Regions from separate parts of the Mus musculus genome. Here region 1 is linked to region 2. Evidence: chromatin contacts called from public HiChIP or PLAC-seq data. All regions are on one chromosome and are shown on one strand. Each heading gives the region's core, a stretch centred on a gene start, on an enhancer-like site or on the middle of the called end of the contact. The rest is flanking DNA. Distances are from core to core; before and after follow the strand shown. Region 1 overlaps Thada (thyroid adenoma associated). Region 2 overlaps Gm19696 (predicted gene, 19696).

What was found. HiChIP or PLAC-seq counts read pairs in DNA pulled down with a chosen protein or histone mark.
Region 1: a FOXA1 HiChIP or PLAC-seq map of pancreatic cancer cells shows a contact between it and region 2. The contact joins two enhancer-like sites. A contact is called at or near these places in 5 of 115 datasets of contacts at active chromatin or transcription factors (the HPC-7 cell line, bone marrow-derived macrophages, embryonic stem cells and 2 more).

What each region holds. Positions count from the first base shown.
Region 1 is chr17:84,264,605-84,271,607 of GRCm38.p6, reverse strand. All of the region lies in intron 30 of Thada (thyroid adenoma associated), which reads left to right. Among named protein-coding and RNA genes, the nearest start is that of Gm24492, 20 kb to the left of the region's middle. Within about 2 kb of position 4,992, at least 74 of the 459 cell types and tissues checked have an H3K27ac peak or open chromatin away from gene starts, as enhancers often do. A contact at or near this core is called in pancreatic cancer cells, where this site is marked.
Region 2 is chr17:84,134,951-84,141,748 of GRCm38.p6, reverse strand. It overlaps Gm19696 (predicted gene, 19696), which reads left to right. Exons shown (of 4, transcript NR_168022.1): 2 at 6,197-6,397; 3 at 6,747-6,798. Among named protein-coding and RNA genes, the nearest start is that of Gm19696, 18 kb to the left of the region's middle. Within about 2 kb of position 4,473, at least 27 of the 459 cell types and tissues checked have an H3K27ac peak or open chromatin away from gene starts, as enhancers often do. A contact at or near this core is called in pancreatic cancer cells, where this site is marked.

The DNA.
Region 1 (7,003 bases), core at 3,743-6,242, 130 kb before region 2:
TAGCCCATTGCCTTCAGCCTCCCTAAGACACACTTCCAGAGAACAGAGGCCTGGGGTCGCATTTGTGCCTTGTCTTTACAGATCTTCCAGCTGTTGTTCTGGGGTCAGGAAATGGAGGCTCTCCAAGAATTGTCTGCTGAAAATCATTTTTAGCCATACCCTCGTCGGGAGTTAAGCCGTGGCTCTGAAGCTTGTATAGGGAAGAGTCTCTGTCCCTTTTGCTCAGGCGCACCAGAAGTCCTTAGGCCATTCCTTCTTGGTGCATGAGAAAGAAGATGGAGGGACAGGCCAGACTTTGACGGGCACAGTTTGTTCAGTGCCTGGAGGTGGCTGAGAAGTCTTAGTTCTACACAGCCACTCTTCAGCTGGAGAGGGTCTTCCTACCTTGGCAGACATCCTCCATGGTCCCTGTCACTGTTGTCCAATCAACCTTGTCATTGTGAGCATCCCTCCACCCCCTTCTGAGGTTTTTTCCTCTGATTTCTTTAGCCTTAGCCTAGAAAATACAGCCCTGAGTCACATGAGCTCACTGGGTTCTGCCTCCTTGCCCAGAGCACAGGAAAGCCACAGTTGTGCTTCCTACAGTCAGCTCTCTTATCCAAGTGTGAACTTCCCACTCAGTAGGTGGCTCCTAATGCCAGGCCTCCTCTTGCTCCCCAACATACGGTTTTTACAAGTATTAATCAGGGTGTGTTCGAGCCTAGGGTAGAGTTTGGGAGGAAATCGTGCTGCAGAAGCTGAGGATATTCCAGAGCTTTGCAGGAGCCATTCTGTATTACCCACATTATTGAGGAATGCCACAGGCTGAGTTGGAAACCGTAGAACTCCATGTAGGTAATGAAAATATCACCTGTCCTGGGCCTGCCTTGTCTCTGAGGGCCTCTTGCTGTGGAAAATGTTTGTCTACACAGGTCAACTGAATGCTCAGATGAACCCATTTAGGGTCATGGTAGTTGCCTATCAGAGCAAAACCTTTCTGACTTTCTTCCCTGCTTTGCCATGAAGATGTTACTGTGGGAGTATTCCAGAGTCAACTGCTGAAGAGGCCCCTTTATATTCCTGGGCATTTACATATGAAAGATAAATGTGCCTTGGACTTACTGAGGCCTCTCTGTAGCTTTCTAATGTAACCTATGAGAAATTACTGTTGCCAAGAAAAGAAACTTAGTTGCTGGGCAGTGGTGCAGCCTTTAATCCCAGCACTTGGGAGGCAGAGGCAGGCAGATTTCTGAGTTTGAGGCCAGCCTGGTCTACAGAGTGAGTTCCAGGACAGCCAGGGCTACACAGAGAAACCCTGTCTCAAAAAAAAAAAAAAAAAAAAAAAAAAGGAAGGAAGAAACAACAAACAGTTTGTTTCGGTTCTGGCAGTAACACATTTTTCCTCCTGTAGTTTATTCAATCCTTGAGTTCATTCAGTCCAGTGAGCTCGAGGGTTTAGGGCACGAGCCATTTATCTGTCCTTTTGTTCCAAAAGGTTTCTTTTAAAAAAAAAAAAAAATTATGGGAGCTACAGATAATCAAGTGAATTTTAAAATTTGAACTCTGAAGTTAAAAGCATACAGACTTTTGTCATACATTTGTGTTTATACTTTACAAGATTAATCAGGGTTTATTTATATGAGCTGGTTGAGCAACGTTGTTGGGGACTTTTCCATGATAAATGGCTGGGTGGGAATGTGGTTTGAATAAAGAACATGGCATTTGCTCTTGCAGGCTGCTTTTCATTCCAGGATGTCAGGAGTCTTATGGAAATCAGCTCATTAATCCTTCCTGTCCTCCCTTCTCCCTTTCTCAGCCTTCCCTTCTCAGTCCAGTTCTTTCCTCTGGTATGAGGGCAGCGGTTACCAGATCCCGGTGTGAGGGCAGCGGTTACCAGATCCCCGTGTGAGGGCAGCGGTTACCAGATCCCGGTGTGAGGGCAGCAGTTACCAGATCCCCGTGTGAGGGCAGCGGTTACCAGATCCCCGTGTGAGGGCAGCGGTTACCAGATCCCGGTGTGAGGGCAGCGGTTACCAGATCCCCGTGTGAGGGCAGCGGTTACCAGATCCCCGTGTGAGGGCAGCGGTTACCAGATCCCCGTGTGAGGGCAGCGGTTACCAGATCCCCGTGTGAGGGCAGCGGTTACCAGATCCCGGTGTGAGGGCAGCGGTTACCAGATCCCGGTGTGAGGGCAGCGGTTACCAGATCCCGGTGTGAGGGCAGCGGTTACCAGATCCCCGTGTGAGGGCAGCGGTTACCAGATCCCCGTGTGAGGGCAGCGGTTACCAGATCCCCGTGTGAGGGCAGCGGTTACCAGATCCCCGTGTGAGGGCAGCGGTTACCAGATCCCCGTGTGAGGGCAGCGGTTACCAGATCCCGGTGTGAGGGCAGCGGTTACCAGATCCCGGTGTGAGGGCAGCATTTACCAGATCCCGGTGTGAGGGCAGCGGTTACCAGATCCCGGTGTGAGGGCAGCATTTACCAGATCCCGGTGTGAGGGCAGCATTTACCAGATCCCCGTGTGAGGGCAGCATTTACCAGATCCCGGTGTGAGGGCAGCGGTTACCAGATCCCCGTGTGAGGGCAGCGGTTACCAGATCCCGGTGTGAGGGCAGCGGTTACCAGATCCCGGTGTGAGGGCAGCGGTTACCAGATCCCCGTGTGAGGGCAGCGGTTACCAGATCCCCGTGTGAGGGCAGCGGTTACCAGATCCCGGTGTGAGGGCAGCAGTTACCAGATCCCGGTGGGGTGGAAATCTTGCCCAGGTCAGGAAGCAAGTGAGATTCAGAATGAGCCCCGTCCTGGGAAGGGATGTCACAACATTGTCTAGGGATGTCACAACATTGTCTAGGGATGTCACAACATTGTCTAGGGATGTCACAACATTGTCTAGGGATGCCACAACAGGGTGCAGTCCAGGCCCCTTGGATGGTCCTCCTGCTGCGCTTGCTGTCTTCAGGCTGCAGCTCTGCTGTCCTAGCAGTCACAGGCTCCACCCTAACAGAAAGAACTTTGAAAAGCTCTCTCAAGCAGGACTCAGAGGAAACGGCTTGTTTACCTTGGCTGTGACTTGGGATTACAATTATATTGGGCTTCAGTTTTTTCAGAAGTGGTTTGTTATCTTGTGTTTCCCTCAGCCATAAAAGAGTAAATATGTATTGGATGTTCCTTTTAGAAAACTTGATGACATAAACCATGTGTGTGGGTACACGTGTGTTAATCCTACTACTTAGGGGTACGGAGACAAAGGGGCTGTTGCAAATTTCAGACCAGTCTGAGCTACTCAGTGAAACAGTTTCAAAAAAACAAACCAAACTGAAGAAGATAAGCAGGTGAGCTTTGTGTGCTGCTGGGCTCTGGGGTGGGGAATGGGATGGCCGAAGGGAAACATTCTCTACAGAACTTCATCCCTGGTTTTCCTTGGCTATCATTCATAGCAAGGAAAAATAATTTGAAAAACAATATAAAAGTGAAATCTACTCTTAGCACAGTTCTCTGTGGTTACATCATCTTTTTCCTTTTTTTAAAAAACATAGCTAAGGTTCTATTAAGTATAAAAGTTATAGCTTCCTTTTTTTCACTTGGCAATATGAAAATATTTGCTATTATTATTACTTAAAACTTTATGGCTGCTATGGAAAATGGTATCACACTTCCTTAAAAACTGGAAATAGAATCAGTATCTAATCCTGCAGTTCTCCGTCTAAGTTCAGAGAAAGAGAAAGCAGGCTTCGATGGTTGTACTGCTATGCTCAGAGCAACGTTCTTCCTGGTCACCAAACCACAGAACAGCAGTGTTCATTGCTGACAATGTAAGCAAAATATGCTATATACATATGGTAACATTAGTCCATCTTTAAAAGAGAAGTTCCCATCCTCAACTAGGGATTGAACCCAGGCCTTTCCACATGCTAGGCCAGTGCGCTGCCACAGCTATATCCCCAAGCAGCAAGAGAGATCTGACCTGTGCCACCACATGGAGGTACCCCGAGAGATGGCTGGCTGAGCAGATAGTTCATAGACACAGAAAGTAGAGCTGTCATTGGCAGCGTGTGATGGGACAGCCAAGAGATAGAAGTGCTGGGGTTAACATAGTAACTTCATACTTAAAACATTTAAAAATAGCAAGTACAAACAAAAACTAAAATCTCTATTATTTCTTCAGAGTTTTTTTTTTTTTCAATTTGGGGAATTGGGGGGTTGATTTTTCCTATCACTATCCATCTCTACAAAAAAAATAATTTTGCCTAATTTTGCCTTTTTGATTAACTAGGAAAAGAATCTTTTGTTGAAAAGTGGGCTTAAGCATCTCTCTGTGTGTCTCTATGCCTGTGTGTGTGTGTGTGTGTGTGTGTGTGTGTGTGTATGTATGAGGGGGCGGAGAGAGAGAGATTGGGCTTATTGGTTTGTTTTGCTGGGTTTTTTGAGATTGGTCTCATTATATAGTTCTTACTCTCCTGAAACTCACCAAGATCCACCTGCCTCTGCCTCCCAAGTGCGCTGGGATTAAAAGCATATGCCACTATAATTGGCTTCATTGCTCTACTTTGCCTTCATTGCTGCGTGTGGTGTGGAGTCAGTCTGTAACTCTGGCCTTAGGTTTCATTTCTAAAAGCAGACTAAGTCTCTTGAGAGGCAGCGCAGTGCTACAGCTGCTGTACGTTGTGAGACCCTCGTCCCACAAACAGTGCATGGAGACCTTGCCAAAAGTTTAAGGGTTTTTAAAAGTTATTTTTGGAATGCCTACTTTGTACCAAGCTCTGGATGAAGCAATCAATATATATGATTCCATGAGTTTATCTCAAAATGCTCTTGGTATTAGAAAATTAACTTTTCTGTGTTGACACACCCTATGTATAACACTAGTTTAGTTTGGCATAAGTTCAAGAGATAAGGCAAACAAGTATGGTTATGTTTTCAACTTTTACTTTCAATGTTTTAACACAGTAACTGACACGCTTTAACCTTTTGTTTCTGGTTCATAAGGACTTTTCCCTGGGCTTTCCCAGGGTACCACTAGGGCCTGGGTGTACTGTGTGCTCTGCCAGGGGTGCCAGGTAACAAACAAAAACTTGTTCAGATCCTGGTAGCAAGCCATGTGCTTTATGTCTCTTTGTGTGTGCTTGTTTGCACATTCTGTCTTGCTAGCCTCCTCCTGGGAGAGTGGGGATGGTGATAGCTTTAATTTTACTTTGAGACAGACAGAGCCTTGCTCCTTAGCCTAGGCCAGCCACGGCCCTCCTACTGCTGGGATGACACTGGGACACTACCACTCTGGCTCTGGTCATTGCTTTTAATAGAGCGTGCTTTACACACATCACTGCTGTACTCACCCAGCCACTTCTCCCATTAGGATCCCACAGGAGACTGTGACTCCTGGTCTTGGCACTAACAAATGCCAGGTTGGCTGGTAGCAAGTTTTCATTCCAAACAATAGTTCCTGATGCTCAGGGTAGAATGCTGGAATCACCGGGGAAGATTTAAAACCTCCCAGTGTCAACTCCCACCCTGAGAGACTCTGCTGTAGAAATAAATGCCTTTGCCTTCCCAAGTCCACTGAAGCCAGGGACCCTCATGTGGTCCTTGTTCCAGAGGGTCGTGTTACATTTTCATCTTTTAAGATGTGGCTAAAGTAGAACAGGCAGTACTTGGGTCAGTTTGTTTATCAGCCTTTTCTGGGCGAGGCCAGACTGACTTAGGCACTGCAACTATTTCTTAAAACCACAGTGCAGTGTAAAGAGGGCAACAAAACAGGTTCTCAGGCAAACTCCTGGATCTGGGATTTAAATACGGAAAACCCTGTGAAGTCCCTATGCATTTGCAGAGATGTAACCCTCAGAGGTCAGGAGAACCCATCCATCTACACAGCTGAACAGGCGTGGACCCCACTGAAAACTGCTAATATCTGTACTCAGCTGCCAAGTCCTTGTCAAGCTTTTTCCTGGACCTTACTGCCTCCATGTGTCCAGACACTGCTTGTCATGTTGGACTGTCTAAAATAGAGCTGCTCAGATAGAACGTGTTCTCAGAAGTCACTAGTTAGACTGAAGGTAGGACCTGAGCACCTAAATACTTGGCCAGCTCCAAGTGAGAGCTGCTGTTGACCCTGAGACAAAGTTCATAGTTTATGAACTTAGCAAAGGCTAAGCCATCAGCCACTGTAGTTCTAGCACCCAGTTAGAAATGTTCTTCCCATGCTCATGGCCTTACTCCCCCTTGCTAGGCAGAAGCAGACTCAAGACTTCCAAAGCCATCAGGCCTGCAGCCTCTCCCAATGTCAGGGCTGCATGGTACCAGGACACTGTGGGAAAGTTATATTTCTTGGTTCAGGCAGCCATCCCTGTGGCCTCAGGGCCTGTGGGAGGACTGGTGCTCTGTTGGCATGCAGTTGGCTATTTGTCATTCTGTTAAATAAATCTTATAGTCTGATGAGGAAAATAGGCTTTTGAGAATATGAGAATAGATCTCAAGGTGAGTAAGAAAAATGTGTGTGTGTGGGGGGGGGGGTTGGTTGGTTGTTTCAGTAAAATGGTGTTGATGAAGGGAGTAGGTATGGGAGAGCTTGTGTTTGTGGGCCCACTCTAGTACTTGGCCCCTCAAGCCAGCTCTGACTTGCAAACTGTGAACTGTAACACGGCTCACCTCCTTCTCAGCTTCCTTTGATCACTCCTCCCACCCCTGTGTCCCCCTTCTTTACTAGTCCCCAGTAAGCTGAGTGCTGTTCCCCTTGAGGGCCTATGGGTTTAAGAATGTGAGTAAAATGTGCTTATAGAGACAAGGCTGGGGCTTGCTTGTGTGTGGCAGTCCCAGGTCTTCCCCAGACGTCTATAGCCAGCTTCAGAATCTGCTCTAGAAAGAATTCCATTTGCTTCACAAGAGCTGAAGACAGCATTTTTTTTTTCTAACCACCAGATTTATTCACACAAGAGACTACACTGCCAGGGCAGAAAGACTGGGGCTTGGGTCTGATTCTACTTTCCCATGGCCCCAGCCTCTTCCCAGTCTCCTGTGTTCTGGACTGCTC
Region 2 (6,798 bases), core at 3,224-5,723:
TTCATTTGTAGAGCAGGTGAAAAACATGTCAGTTCCAACAGTGCTCCCCCCCTTCCCCCCCAGAAGCTCTCATCCCAACCATAGCCTCCAGACAGACGTTTCAGGTCCCTACTGATGTCAGCAAGCTCATAGGATCAGACATCTGCTGTGTCCCACACTGCCTCCCACTGCATACAGACCCCACACTCAGAGCCCTTGCTCAGCTAGCTCCTCAGTACCCCAGCCTGGACCGGGGCATTTATGCTGCTTGCCACTTCTATAGAGTTTATGGGTTTTAAAAGCTGGGGTGTGAGGGCTGAGAGACTGGGAATGGAGGGGTGTCTGCAAGCGCAGGGGAGAGGAAGAGAAGGAAGGAAAGAGCTCTATGACTCACTTCCAGCTTTACAATGTCAGCTCCATGGGGCGGGAGGAAGGGCCCATTTGTCAACACAGTTGGGGCCTGCAGCTTGTGGTGGTGGTGGTGGGAAGCTATACCAGGCATGTTGGATAGAGGAGCTAGGAAGTGATCCAGAGGTGCTGGCTGTCTCTGCATTTGGTGGTGGCGGCTCCAGTGAGATCAATATGCTGGATCTCCAGTGTCTGTCTTAACATTTGTCACAACTACCGGGTGTCAGAGCTGTCTCACCCATGGCTCACCAGACATGGCCCCTCGGTACTTCTGTTTATCCAAATCTCAGCTCCCCAGGCCACACAGAGTTCAGCCACTGTTCCTTTCTGACGCATCCTCACCGTCACTGGCCCAGCCCGTGGGCACAGTTCTGGTGTGCAGTACATCCCACACCCCCTCTGACCCTACAGCATGCAGGCTCTGGCTCCTTCCTACCTCCACTTGGTCCTTACCCATCATTCTCCGAGCCATTGCTTTTCCTTGTTCTCTAAGTGGCGAGCCAGCTAGCCTGGGAGCTCCCAGAGTGCTTTGTTTCTTGTCCCTAGGACGTTCAATTCTGAAAGCACGTGCCCCAGAAAGTCCTGAGAGACAGAGCGCTGGGAAGTGAGCAGGGCGCAGAAGGTCAGACAAGATCTTCCTAGGCTTTGTTGTCTAGGTAGCAGATTTTCCTCAGCACTCCACTCCCCTGGACACATCTGTCCCCATCTTTGCAGATCTCCTAGGCCAAGATAGTAAAGATGGCTCACCGGGCCACACCCTACCCCAGCTCTAGGGGAAGCCCAGCCACTGGCTTAGCTGGCAGGGCAGGGCTCTGTCTACTTAGCACCTTGGGGTCAAGCCTGTGCTAGTTTCTATTATAAGTTCACTCCTGCCTACAGCAGCCTTGTGACTTTCAGGCTCACATTACCTTCTTTAAACCTGTGGGAAACTGAGGCATGGATAAGAGGGAGGCCGCCAATCTGTGTTCCTTCTCACTGGCCCCCGGCCCGCACTCCCTGACAGTGTCTACTCTCTCAGTTTGCTTAAGTCTCCCTGGTCTCTCTCCAACTTCCTGCTCGTTTCTTTCTCTATCACCCTCTAACCCTGTACTTAATGGCACCCAAGGTCCTCCCCTTCCTCACTCTGAGGAGAGGGCCGAGTGAAGAACACCCTGTGTGCTGTGGACATTTCTGTGCGCTGAAACTCACAAGGAGTTGGGTTGTGTGTTTCTCTGTATACAGTGTGTGTGTGTGTGTGTGTGTGTGTGTGTGTGTGTGTGTGTGTGTGATGCCGTATTTGGAGGTGAGAAGACAGCTTCGGAATTTGTTTTTTTCTCCCTTTACTTAGTGTATTGGCTAGTTTTGTGTCAACTTGACACAGCTGGAGTTATCACAGAGAAAGGAGCTTCAGTTGAGGAAATGCCTCCATGAGACCAACTGTAAGGCATTTTCTCAATTAGTGATCAAGGGGGAAAGGCCCCTTGTGGGTGGGACCATCTCTGGGCTGGTTGTCTTGGGTTCTATAAGAGAGCAGGCTGAGCAAACCAGGGGAAGCAAGCCAGTAAAGAACATCCCTCCATGGCTTCTGCATCAGCTCCTGCTTCCTGACCTGCTTGAGTCCCAGTCCTGACTTCCTTTGGTGATGAACAGCAACATGGAAGTGTAAGCCAAATAAACCCTTTCCTCCCCAACTTGCTTCTTGGTCATGACATTCGTGCAGGAATAGAAACCCTGACTAAGACACTTAGGTTCCCAGTGTGAAACTCAAGTTGCCAGATTGGCCTAAGCTTGATTTTCAGCAGACAGTGACCTTGAACTGCAGGTCTTCCTGCCTCTTCCTCCCTAGTGCTGGGATTGCAGGTGAGCGCCTTCCTTTTGTGGCTTATTCAGTTTTGGAGAATGAACCTGGGCCTTTGTGTCACATAAGCACCCTATCTGCTGGGCCACAAGTGTTAGACCTGGAATCCTAGATTAGACAGAGATCTGTCCATGGTGACAATTGGGGCTCTGCTCTCTAGAGCTAGGCAAGCCTAGAGGAGAAAGCAGAAAGTGTTTCGGGGCTCAGAATGAAGTTGACCAGGGTGTGAGAGGTTGGGCTGAACAGCAAGCAGAGTGAAGGGTGTGGTGTGTGTGTGTCTCAGTAACTAGGAAAGCCTTCCCTTACTCGGTGTCTGCCGTGTCCTGGGTACGGACGGAAGCAGGCCCCACCACAGTTCTCCCTGGTAGCTCTAGGCTACGTACTGTTGTGTTGTCCTTGTATAGATGAGAAACCAAGGCCACGGAGGTAGCAGAGCCCACCACGGTTGGTAAACACAGCATGGATGCTTAGGGCCAGAAGGGAAGTTATCCCAACAGCTTTCAGTCTCAGGCCGTAGGACTTCAGGGGCTGCTTTATAAAGCTTGGGAAATACTAATCTGATACTGCAATCCCTACTCTCCGCTGCAGCCATAGAGAAGTTTCTGGAACTCAGCTCTGGTAAAGTCATGCTTCTGGTCACGAGCTCTCTGTGGCTCTCAGCAACAATCTACACAAGGCCTAGCACTAGCAGGCAGACGAAGCTGGCCTCTGCTGAGAGTCTCTGGCTCTCCTATTCCTCAGGGCTTCTCCTGGGCCCAGCATCCCTGCCTTTCTATACCAGTTGAGGTTTGCTCTGGGCATTTCTTCTATGGGAATGTCCTTCCAGAACATGAGACTTGCCTGTCTTCCCTTCTGAGTTAAGCTCAGGGCTCCCCGCAGACTTGGGAAGAGCGTTGCGTTGGTTTGACCTGGTTTGAGCATCAGCACTGGGGTGCGACATTTACTGATGTGTGATACACAGACTTCTGATCGCAGCTTTGTGCTTTATGATGACAGGTAAACAAGTGTATTGAAGCGCAGCTAAGAGTTGCTTTCAATGGCAGCAGTACATAGAAGAGTTTGGAAACCATGTATATATATTGTCAGGGTTGGTTCTTTTGAGGCTGTGTGATGGGGGCAAGTTGCTTGACCTCTCTGAGCCCAGCCTTTCCTGTCTGTGAAATGGGCATCATGTTTATGCCTACTGCACAGGTTAGCAAGGACTCAATGAGACACGCCATGCAAAGGAAAACATACTTGCCAGCTCTGCCTAAGCTCCAAGGTGGGCAGGCCCCTGCCGGGTGGGTCTGAATGTCTGTAGGGTCCCTTTGGAAGAGGCAGGTGGTGAGGGCAGGTGTACATAGGCCGTGTAGCTCAGTGGGCTATGCTGAGACAATCCCAGTGTTAGATAAAAGGCATGGGTCTCCTCTCTGGTCAAGTAAACATTGTAAGAAAGGGTTGTCTCAAAGGAACCACTCCTTCCTCGAGGGCCAAAGTCCTCAGGGAACAGTCTGGAGGCTCCTTTTATGTGACTGTAAAGTAATCCAGGGCCTGGCGGGGTTGAGGTTGGATGGCTCTGACGCGCAGGATGGCCTCCGAGTGGCCAATGATTACCTTTTATACTTGGCCATAAAGGCAACCGCCTGGTGTATGGACAGTGTCACTTCATACAGTGAACGTCGCAGGAGAGTGTTTTGGCATGGCACACATACCTGTGCGCACACCCACCCACCCCACCCCCCACACACCTATCAAAGAAGGGCAAGCTGCCTCTGCTGAGGTCTCTAGGTCATCCCTGCAAGGCACCCCTGCTTCCCCAAGTGATCTCTGGACCAGAAGCCAAGGGCTACGGGTGGGGCTCCGTGGGTGCAAACACAAATGAGTTCTGCCCAGGGTCTGGATCTATGTGGAAGGAGAGGAGGGACCACTTGGCTCAGGGGCCAAGTCTCAGAGGAACAAGGATCTGGCCACAGTTCAAAGTCCACATAGCCTGTGGTGGTGCAGCTGAGATCTGGGGTGTGGGGAATTGCCATAGGACTGAGACTGGAGAGCCTGGCTGAGCAAGGAAGAGGACCCAGGTATTCCCTCTGCTAACAGATTCTGGGCTACTCTCCCCAAGGGACCAAACAGGAACCCTAGGGGACAGGAAAGGTCTGATTCAGGTCATATACCTTCCTCACCCATTCTGCGGCACTAACACCTAACCTCTGCAGAGTAGTGGCCATCAGGGGTCAGGGCTGGGGCAGAGATGGCCAGATTAATATTCTACCTCTCTGTTGATAAAACCAGGAACCTTTGTCCCAGTGAGAGAGGCTGAGGAGTACGTACCAAGGGACAGTTTGTGAGACTCTGGTAGGTCCGTGACTGAGGGCACCCTTGTGGGATGCTGAGTGTAGCCATCAGGAAGCTGGGTCCCAGCCAACTCAGCCTGGGCTCTGCCGTTCTCCAGTGGTCAGATAAGAAAGAGCGGTGTGGTCCTCTAAGGGAGTGAGCGAGGTGAGGAGCCAGCAGAGGTTTATGGGAAGCAGCGGCATCTGGGAGAGAGAGGGAGAGAGAGGGGGTGTTATTCATTCATAGTTGTAAATGCTCTGTAGGACTGCAGCTGCTTTGAGCCCTGGCCAGAGCCTCCAATCAACCTTTGGTTCTGATAAAGACAAGAAACCCAAGGTGATAACGCACAAGCTAGAAACTGTCACCAGGAGTTAATTAGGGCACTGGGTGCTGAGCCTGGCCACACCTGCTACACCTGACTAGACTTCTCGGGAGGGAGGGAGGGAGGGAGGGAGGGAGGGAGGAAGGGAGGGAGCTCCCGGCCTGTGCACCAGGCTTACTGTCTTTGTTACCTCTTTATTTCCACCCCTTATTCCTAGCCCCTCCCTCCCCACTGCTGATATAACAGCATGAAATTAAACCTATTCCAGTCTGTGACATCTGATCCCTTTGACATGACATAGTACAACCTGTAGAGCCAGAGGTGGGGGCCAGGAAGCCCTGTTCTAGTCTCTCTGCACAACCTTGAGCCATCTCATCATCTGCACATCTGCCTGAACCTCAGTCTCCCACTCTGGACGTTGTCGGGGTGATGGAGCAAGCATTCAGTTATTCTCTGCTGGATTCTGATGTGGTCTAAAGTCCACACTTTGTTGTGAAACACCGCAATCTGTGATGTACAGAACCTATTACTGCGGCCACCCAGGAATGCTGGGGGCAGGTATGTGACACTTGACAGAATCCCCAACCCATCTCTGTCTTGGGAAGGCAGGAGGAGGGCCCTTATGTCACCAGGGCTTCTGGAATGCTCCCTTGTCTGTGCCTGCTCTTAGCTACCATTTTTAATTCCATACTCATTAAATAAGGCTACTGGGGGTAGACCCCAGGGTCTCCTGTTCCTGCCCTGTGGGCCTCCTCTGTCCTTCACACGTACAATCATGCCAGGTGACCAGGTGCTGGGTCAGGATGAACCCACTCTGAGCTCGGGAGATGGCTGGAGGGAGTTCGTGCTAATCTCAGTCCTCCCAGACTGAGCCCAGGAATGGGCTGCCCTTCAGAGCATGCAGGGTCCAACCCCAGAGCAAGGCAGAAGCAGGAAATGTGGCCTTGTTGTGCAGGGGTGAGGGAACAGGCAGGAAAGGGTCTGGGGATAGGTACGTGGGGTCGTACCTAGCTAGCTCGATGCGATGCTTGGTCCAGGTGGGTGGTGACTCAGGCTAGCCTGAAACCTAGCTCTTGCAAGGTTGTGTCATAGAGAGGAAGACAGGAATCTCTGAGAATCGGGTCGTAGAAGGTGCCTTATGGGGCGGTGCTGGAAGCAGGTTTCGTCTGCCTGGTGTATGCTGTGTTGGTGGTTGTTAGAAGGGAGAGTCCTTGGGAAGGAATGCCCAAAGTGACCCTGGGAGGGGCAGCAGATGGTAGATGAGTATCAATCACCCTTCAGTCCCCTTAGCTTCAGGTTCCATCTAAACAATGACTGTCATTTGTGTACTTCCTTCACAGGCCTTTTGAGAAGGTGAATCAGCGTGTGTTAGCTCAGGGCAGAGGGCCTGGCGGTGAGACGTGAGAACAGCCAATGTCATGGCGGTGGGGGAGTGGACGTGAGCCATCTGGGGCCCAGCAAACAGCATGTTGAAAAAAACGAGGAACTCAAAGGCAGATGAGCCTACCACGCTGGGAACAGTTGGGAGTACATTGCTCAAGGTGTGTGGAGTGCATGGAACATGTCTGTGTGTTAGATGGCTATATGTATATGTGGTGTGTGATATATGTGTATGTATGTGTGTTGTATGTATATGTGTATATGTGTATATATATAGTACATGTGTGTGATATATGTGTATGTGTGTGTGATATATGTGTATGTATGTGTGTTGTATGTATATGTGTATATGTATATGATCATTATATATGTGTGTGTGGTATATATGTATAGGGCGGTGTGTGTATGTGTATGTGTGTGTGTGTGTGTGTGTGTGTGTGTGTGTTCACCTATGTGTACAAATGTAGAGGTCAGAAGTCAAACATTGGGTGTCTCCTTCTATGGATGAAGCCCCGGCCAGTTTTATGTCACTGCTGGTGTGAAGCAGTGAACAGTGACCCAG